Linked DNA regions of Zea mays: all the other regions are linked to region 2. The links are chromatin contacts, called in public Hi-C maps. All regions are on one chromosome and are shown on one strand. The core of a region is the stretch at or near the end of the contact, and the rest is flanking DNA. Distances in the headings are between cores, read along the strand shown. Region 1 holds the start of LOC100281947. Region 2 holds the start of LOC103635990 (transducin family protein / WD-40 repeat family protein). Region 3 holds the start of LOC100275017 (NADH dehydrogenase [ubiquinone] 1 beta subcomplex subunit 2).

Region 1 (2,700 bases), core at 102-2,601, 240 kb before region 2:
CTGTAACCTTCATGATTCAAGGCCTCTCTACCCATCGCTGTATCAGATGACAGTTTTGTACTCCAGGGTCCAGTGTGTAGTTTGGTGTTGGTGTGTCAGCGTGTATATTGTAACTCCCACACACACACACACACACACTGGGCTTGCAATCTCATACAAACATACCTGATGAATGGAAGGCCGGAGGGGGTATATTTGACAGGGAAAAAAAAGTAGTACCAAAGTTTCATATAGTTCAGTTTGTGTACAAGAGCCAAAAAGGTCTACTAGTTTGCTTCAGTGCCTACCCATGCGGAGTCTGCAAACATGGCTAGGGCCTGGTGGCACGGCCGGCGTAGCCAAGGGCTGCGACTGATGCCTCCTGCCTGGGGAGCGTTCAGCCACACCTGCACTGCATACAAGATGTAACTAAGAATCGGGTCCAACATCCATTGGGACAGAGTCTGTACATCTTATTACACGGCCGTCGGGATGGATAATATTAGTTGACGAGGGAGCCCGGCCCCGGCCCCGGCGGCTGCGTGCCGGCGACGAAGAAGCGGCCGGAGGCGGCGTCCTGGCTGGCGTAGTACACCGTGCTGGGGCTGGCGTGGTTGTGCGTCCCCTCGTACGTGGTGACCACGTAGCCGGGGTCGTCCCTGTCCCGCTCCACCCGCTTCTTCACGTTGCACCCTTCCGTCGAGCACCGGTAGTAGTTCCTGACAGAACAGTTGTCGTGAAGTGAGTGCGCTAGCAGTCCAGTCGTGTGGTGTTGTAAATTGGGACGCACACAGTTAGCTACCTTGGGTTGGGGCTGTTCTTGACGGACTTCTTGCCGTACTTCCTCCACTTGTAGCCGTCGTCCAGGACCTCGACCTCCGACCTCGTCCGGAACGCGATCCGGTCCGTGCGCGGCCGCTCCGGCGCCGCCGCGCTCCTGAAACGCCCACACAGGCACAGCCCGCCGCCGGGTACGGTTCAGACCAATGAACGGAAGGCCCAAAGCAGAAACAGGTGCCAAGCACGCCACTCACCCAGCGCCGCCTGCGCTGATCGCACCGCCACCACTGGCGTCCGGCGGCACGACGACGGAGGCGTCGTCGAAGAGGAACTCGGATATGTCCAAGTGCGCGGCGGAGAGGCTGGACGCGGGGCTGGAGCTGCCTCCGCCGCGGGAGAAGTAGGAAGAGGACATGGGGGCGGGGGCGCCGCCCGCCGGCGCCGGGTGGGGGTGGTGGTGGTACAGCACTGGGCGCGCTCCGACTGCCGCCATGGCCGGGTGGACCGCCGCCGGGGAAGCTTTGTACTTATAGTAGCGGCTCCGGGGATCGGTGAGCTGCCGGTGCCGGTGCCGGTGCGCATGGGGGAGGAGTGGGAGGGATGTCGACCGGGGGCTGGGATTTGTAGCGGGGATGTGTGGTGTGTGATTGCACCGGCTTCCCGGTGAGCTTCCTGCGCTGGCTGCCTGGGACTGGGAGAAGGTTCGGAGCTGCTGCGCGGGTCGCCGCCGCTCGCGCGCCCGGCGTGGCACTTATAGTTATAGCGGGGGCGGGCGGAATTGTGTGTCTGTCTGCGGAGGGAGAGCCACGACTTGAAGGGGTCTTCGCCACGTCGTAGCTAGCTAGTGCCGTGCGGGGTGGGCCGGTGGGGAGCTCGCTTTCGAGTTGTTCGAGGAGTTTTCAATTGCCGTCTCTGCTCACTGCTCTGCTGGGACCACGACTGCTGGCTGCGCCCGGAACACCCGTATCGTATATGCATGTTGCATGGACTGATGGATGAATTGCACCATGCATGTGCTGCTTGTATTGGCCGGGAGAGTGTAAATTTAATTCGACCATATATACATCGCCGTATGCATGATTTGTATTCGTGTGATGAAGCGGAACGGCCACCCAAGAGGAGACGTCCTTTTCACATGTCATCAAAGGTCGCTGCTCTCGCCGCATATATATTCAACTCGATCGGATCCACGTCGCCGGCCCTCACTCTTGGTCCATCTCAAACACAAAACAAGATTGGCCGGGTAACCAACGCAAAGCCAAGCTGAAACGTGCGCCGTGATGGATCTAGAAGCCCCAGCCAGCCATGGACTGATTCGGCGCAGCTTCGTGGAGTGGGTGGATTTATTCGCAGCCTAGCTTCATCTCCATGCCTTGCTGTGTTACCGACCGATATAAATGGCCGAATTCCGCGGGGGAGTGAGGATGTACTCCTCCAGCTCGCCGTGTCTTCTGGATTTTCTACGTGATCTCACTGCATGGATCGGTCGGCCGCCGGTGCCCCCCCCCTGGTGGTATGGTGGCGAGCACATGCTTATTACTAGCACAGGCCACGTGGGGCCGCCGGCGGGTGCAGATAGATGCAATGTGTATGTGTACCTCTCAGAGCGACGCGCACGTGTGACACATCGACCATGTGTGCCCTGCCCACTCATCAGGTGGGTAGATTAGATGACCGTCGAGCTAAGCTAAGCTACCATGTTTGCACTATGCATCCTGCTACATACATCCTGCTAGTGTTAGTACTATGCATGCTCGATCGAGAAAGAAGCGTCTGCTGAGATACGGACAAAATGCCGTGATCCACCGCCCCCGATTAACCCGAGCGAGACTGAGACAGCGACGGCCACGGCAAAATCGTCCGCCACCGTTTCCTGATTTCAGAAGCTTCCACCCGGGCCGCGCTCTCTCTCGCCACCCGAAGGTTGGCCGACGACGACGG
Region 2 (2,700 bases), core at 131-2,630:
TGAAAGGCGCAAGCCAAAGACGATAGCTTCAGCAACAACGGAGGAACTTCGAGTGCAGGCCAAAGGAGAAGGCTTCGAAGGCCTGAACCCATACAGTCAAAAATGAAGAAAATATGCTACTGCCCTAATGGCATTTGTAAATTGTGAAGGCAACAACTGTAATCCTGTATTAGGCCGGTTCGTTTCCCCTATAAATATATGAACAGTATCCCGCATAAAGTACCTTTAGCCAGGTGCTACAGCTTCGTCCATCTTAGCCTCTGAAACACCTTCAACGTATCTTGCATCAAGAAGCCGAAGGTACGATTGTAAACTAGTGTATGCGAAGAGAAATAAGATGCTAAGGCACATGAGATGAGTTCTAATATTTTACTCCATCATGCTTTGTGTATTTCATTTGATTACACCAAACCTTCGTCCTTGAGTTGTTATCCCGAAGAGACAACAACACAAGGATGAAGGTTTCTACTTTTTTAAACCTTGTGTTGCCTTGTTTTTGATTTCATACAGCAATTGGAAACAAGTGACCAACAACAACGCTACATGTCTTTTGTATCACTGGTTGGCAACAATAGCGGTTGTAATGGTTGGCTTTAAGTCCAACCGAATAGGCCCAGTAATTTTAAAAGTTAATAAAACATCAAATAAAAAAGTCAATATGACCTTTACATGAAAAATGAAGGGATGAATTATTAGGTCATCTCCAACTAGCCATGTAAAGGGGCATGCAAAACAATGTTTTATACTGTAGATTGCACTGTTTACAAGTAGAGTTTGGAATAAGAGGTATGATAGGAGGTGAAATAGGGAGTCTGCTAGAGATAACTTTAGTGGGCAAACTAGCTCATATGCAACTTTTCTTCTATCAAATCAATAATGCAGTTGCAAGTGAATTGCTTCCCTCCATGCATTTCTTAAGAAGAAATCAATCTATTTTGGCACCTATATCAAGTGAGGTTTTGCTGAGACACAAGTTAGGTTATTAGGTCCAAATATCAATTCATTGTAAATCGAGACTAGACTTTTTTGAGCTAGATCAGAAAGCTTAAGTAAAGCCACAAATTAGTTGGTTGATTAAAATATTTTAACAAAGTTTAATTGAAACACAGTAAACTCCAAAAATTAACATAGAAAATGGAATAAAAATAAAAAGTCATTAAAATATTTTAGACCCTGTTTAAACTTAGAGGGTGTTTGGTTTTTAGTGACTAATTTTTAGTCTCTCAATTTTATTTTATTTTAGTTCCTAAATTACTAAATATGGAAACTAATATAGTTTTAATTTTCGTATTTAGTAATTTAGAAACTAAAATGAATAAAATAGAGAGAAGTTTTTCTCCGCTCTATAATTTGAGGGTGGACCAAATCACCATACAGGACTGGAAGACAAGTAGTAGCCCAAAAAGCCTAGGCCGTGGCCCGCGCAATAATGTAGCCCATGTCCGTGCACAACCGCGCACAGTAGTCGCCGGCTTTGCAGAGATCGACCGTGGTATTGGCAACCGGTGTCCGGTGAGGGGGATCCACGCAACTCCTGCTACCACCACCATCGCCGCTACAGCGGCGCATGCAGCAGCCGGCACGACGATGGGGGAGCGAGACGCGCTCCCGCCGCTGCCGCTCGCCCTCGGTCCGCCGCATCTAATCCCGCCGGCGCCCACCCGCGACCCGCGCGCCATCGCCTTCCTCCCTGACCTCGTGGGCTTCCACTGGGTCGCCTACGCTGCCGGCTCCTTCCTTGTCGTATCCCACCTCCCCTCCCCTTGCCGGGACGACAACAACAACGACAGTTGCTCCCCGTTCTTCCGCCAGGTCATCGACCTCCGCGCCCCCGTGTCCGCAGTTGCTTGGTGCCGCCGCGGGAGCGGAGAGGTCGCCGCCGCTACAGACAATTCTATACACATATTCCAGCCTGCGCCCGCCTCTTCTCCAGGTCTGCTTCTCTGGCCAACTCTTCAAATTCTCATCGTCAGTTAGCTTAGACGGCTGTTGTGGCTCGGTTCAGTGTTTGGAGATTGGAACCTGCAGGTTCGTTTGGATGGCTCCTGAGATGGTCTATCACCGAGACGTTCGCCATCGTTGCTGTATCCTGGACCGGCTGCGGCAATGGCATTGTGGCAGTTGGCGCAGGTGTTTCCATGTGGGCAAGATTGGAGTCCTCCTGGCAGCTCGCTTGGAGGTCTACACCGCAGGTGCCGCAAGCCCTTGTCTCCACTACCTGTTCCATGCAAGGTCCTGTCGCGACAGTGGCAGCTCTTGCTCCAGCCGAGGGCAGTGTGCCTGTTCTTGTGTTTCTGAACGATGCCAGGAGGGGGCTGGAGCAAGCTGAGCTTGTGCATCCTCAGCCTGTTTGTATGATCCAGTGGAGATCCTGTTCGTTATACCCCCATGATCTGTCTGAGATCAGGAGAGAGATCCTCATGACTTGCTGCTTTGATGGGACTGTCCGGCTATGGAGTAAGGATGAGGTGTCTAGGTCGAAGAAGCAGCGTGGTTTGCTAATATCATTCAGTGTCATTGCAGTAATAGAGGTGAACAACACTCTGAATGGAGTCCTCGGAGTTGATATTATTGTGAGATGGTCCATGGAATCTGGCAGCGTTGTGTCAAGGGACGAACAAGGTAGATTCAAGTTGTTTTCAGGTGATTTGAGGGAGAGCCAGGTTGGTAAATGTGAGTGGCTTGTAAGTCTTGGCCCCG
Region 3 (2,830 bases), core at 230-2,729, 190 kb before region 2:
CTCCTTTTGAGCTTGTCTATGGGCAGGAAGCAGTGTTGCCTGTGGAAATAAGTTTGAATGCTGTCAGGTTTGCGAGACAAAATGATCTAACCGTCACTGATTATTATGATTCAATGATGGATAATATTGATGAGGTAACCGACAAGAGGGTGATAGCTTTGGGAGCAATAGAGAAGGACAAGATCATGGTAGCCAGGGCCTACAACAAGAAGGTCAAAGCAAAGTCATTTCAAGTAGGGGATCTGGTGTGGAAGACCATCTTGCCTCTAAGGAATAAAGACCGGAAGTTTGGGAAATGGTCGCCAAGCTGGGAGGGTCCTTATAAAGTAAAACAGGTAATGTCTGGTAACACCTATTTGCTACAAACATTGCAAGGCAAGGATTTGCCTAAGGCTTTGAATGGGCATTTGCTCAAGCAGTATCATCCTAGTATGTGGCAAGATGCTTAAGAAAACTGATGTAATCACATCGTGTTAAGATGCTTTTGGTTCGCTCAACTCCACCAAAAGGCAGGGGGCATATGTTCGACACCAAAAGGAGAAGGGCGGACGGTCCGGCCCTAGGGCCGGATGGTCCGCGGTCCGGACGGTCCGCGCCTGTGGGCCGGACGGTCCGCGCGTGCGCAGAACAGATTAGGGTTCCGAGTTTTGTGCTACGGTTGTTAGCTAAATTCGCGGGATTCGCTCGGAAATTAGTTTGTAAAGGGTCCAGCCCCCCTCCTCTATAAATAGAGAGGTATACGGCCGATTTGTAATTATCAATCGAATCAATACAACTTCTATTTCACATTTATTTCCTGTATAATTAGGAGTAGTTCTAGTCTAGTTCTAGTTTAGCCTCTCGATCCCCAAATTCTCCGCCTCTCCTCGACTCTACGTCGATTATAGGAGTCTAGGTTGGCCTGCCCAAGCCTAGACAACTCCTAGGATCTCTCCTCCCCGACGGGTCCCTCCCGGGAGCGAGATCCAGGCGCCGCCGGCGATCTTCCGCCGCCCCTGTGCACGCGCGGACCGTCCGGCCCTAGGGCGCGGATCGTCCGGCCGTCAGGCAGGGAACCCGAGCACCTACGCCAGGTCGTGGACCGTCCGGCCCTACGCCGCGGACCGTCCGCGCCTGACCAGAGAGCACCTCCGCCTCGCGCCAGGTCGCGGACCGTCCGGCCCTATGCCGCGAACCGTCCGCGTCTGACCAGAGAGCATCACCGCTGGTTCTTTTGAAGTGATTGGCGCCTCCAAAAAGGCGTCAACAGGAACCTAACGAGATCTTACTCTAAACCAAATAAGTAAATAACCTTATCTGAGACCATCTAGTCTCAGTCCCGTTGTCGCAACTAAAACCATAGTTAGAGAAGCTTCTACTGCTCCATTAAGTAGGGCCCAGTACACACGGGCCAGACCTTTCAAGTCCATGTACCACTGCCTTTCAGCCCATCTGCTATTTGGGCTTTCATGAACGGCAGCGGTACATGGGTGGGCTTCCAGATCCAGCGGCCTCACCATCACCACCCGACACGAGGACACGCGACGACTGACTAGGCGAGGGGAGCAGTCGGCGGGCGATGGTCGGCGGCGGCGCACATGGCGGCACCACCTACAAAGGCTACACCATCCCGCACAACAAGCGCTGGCACACCGTCGCCGGCAAGGGCCTCTGCGCTGTGATGTGGTACGCATGTGGACCCCCTTGCTCCCCCTCCCATTCCATCTCGCCACCCCGATCCGTCATTTTCTTCCGAATCCGGTAGCTTCCCACCGATTCTAGGCTGCCTGCCTGGACGCCTCCCTGCCTTCCCGAAACTGAACGCCGCGGCCTGTGCTATTCGCCCTCGCCGGTGGGCTTCCGCACGGTAGATCAGGAAATGCTGTGAGCAGTTATTTTTAATGGATTATTCCTAAATTGTGCGATTGGGTTGGGATTAGACGTTGTTTGCGCGCACTGTAGCAAAACTACAGGCGCAATATGCATGGCGAAAATCCGATTTGGGGACGTGGAAATGGAGTTGGGTTGCTGCCGTAAAACCTATCCAGTTTCGGCTGGACTCTGGACTGACTGCTGTATTCAAGAGCCGAAGCTCTGCACCCATGACCATCGCTGCAACCGTGCTTACCTTTACTTAACCATCTTTGCGACATTAGGATGGCCAAATTGGACTTCCATCATGTTTCAGGTCTTGTTGGGTAAATCTGATCCTTCGATGGCTTTATGTCCCCGTTCTAGTTAGAACATGTTTGACAGTGACCTTTAATTCTTATTTCATCTTCTAATCAAATGAGTTCATTCAATTCATTTCATTGTTTTCGCAACCTTAGCCAGTTGAACAAAACATATTCCCAGGTTTGGGAGTCGGGACTGTCTACTTTAGGAAAATTTTCATCTCTAAGTGTCAGCAGTTAGTAACTTTGAAAAGGCTACTGCAGTTGAGATTTTATCTTGCCGCATCTTCATTGACCCAAGTTACGAGAAACCAAAGGAAAAAACTCAGTTTTTTTTAACTGCTGAATCATGCTCTAGAAGTCTTCTGTTGAGCCCCACCCCCTTTCTGTGAGATACAGGTAATTTGGACAATCACTAACTCTTGTTGAGTTTCTGTTACTGTGTGAGCATAGATGCATTAAGCCAAAAAAACAACAACTTTAAGCTGCCTTTGTTTTCAAGCTGGACCCATGGTTATTAAAACGGTAAAACGTTAAAACGTTATGAACCAACTTTTCAACGTTTAAACGAACGTTGAAACATCTTTTCAGACATAGAATTTCAAATATAGAATAAGTTCATACATAAGTTGAGTTCACAAACCAAATAGCATTAGCATAAAAAGAAACAGATCAAG

What was found. Hi-C and Micro-C count contacts between places; a contact is called where the count stands out from the background.
Region 1: a contact with region 2 is called in a Hi-C map of ear, with 2.9 times the contacts expected there. The contact joins the promoter of LOC100281947 here to the promoter of LOC103635990 in region 2. A contact is called at or near these places in 3 of 25 Hi-C or Micro-C datasets (ear, leaf and tassel).
Region 3: a contact with region 2 is called in a Hi-C map of endosperm, with 3 times the contacts expected there. The contact joins the promoter of LOC100275017 here to the promoter of LOC103635990 in region 2. A contact is called at or near these places in 2 of 25 Hi-C or Micro-C datasets (endosperm and tassel).

What each region holds. Positions count from the first base shown.
Region 1 is chr8:139,630,768-139,633,467 of Zm-B73-REFERENCE-NAM-5.0, forward strand. LOC100281947 reads right to left here and starts at 1,352. Exons shown (of 3, transcript NM_001371805.1): 1 at 1,014-1,352; 2 at 782-916; 3 at 201-698. The coding sequence starts at 1,252. The coding sequence ends at 482. LOC103635987 (protein phosphatase 2C 50) reads left to right here. Exons shown (of 5, transcript XR_004852098.1): 5 at 1-20.
Region 2 is chr8:139,872,004-139,874,703 of Zm-B73-REFERENCE-NAM-5.0, forward strand. It overlaps LOC103635990 (transducin family protein / WD-40 repeat family protein), which reads left to right and starts at 1,381. Exons shown (of 16, transcript XM_008658352.4): 1 at 1,381-1,933; 2 at 2,029-2,700. The coding sequence starts at 1,588.
Region 3 is chr8:139,680,309-139,683,138 of Zm-B73-REFERENCE-NAM-5.0, forward strand. It overlaps LOC100275017 (NADH dehydrogenase [ubiquinone] 1 beta subcomplex subunit 2), which reads left to right and starts at 1,480. Exons shown (of 4, transcript NM_001326463.1): 1 at 1,480-1,665. The coding sequence starts at 1,559.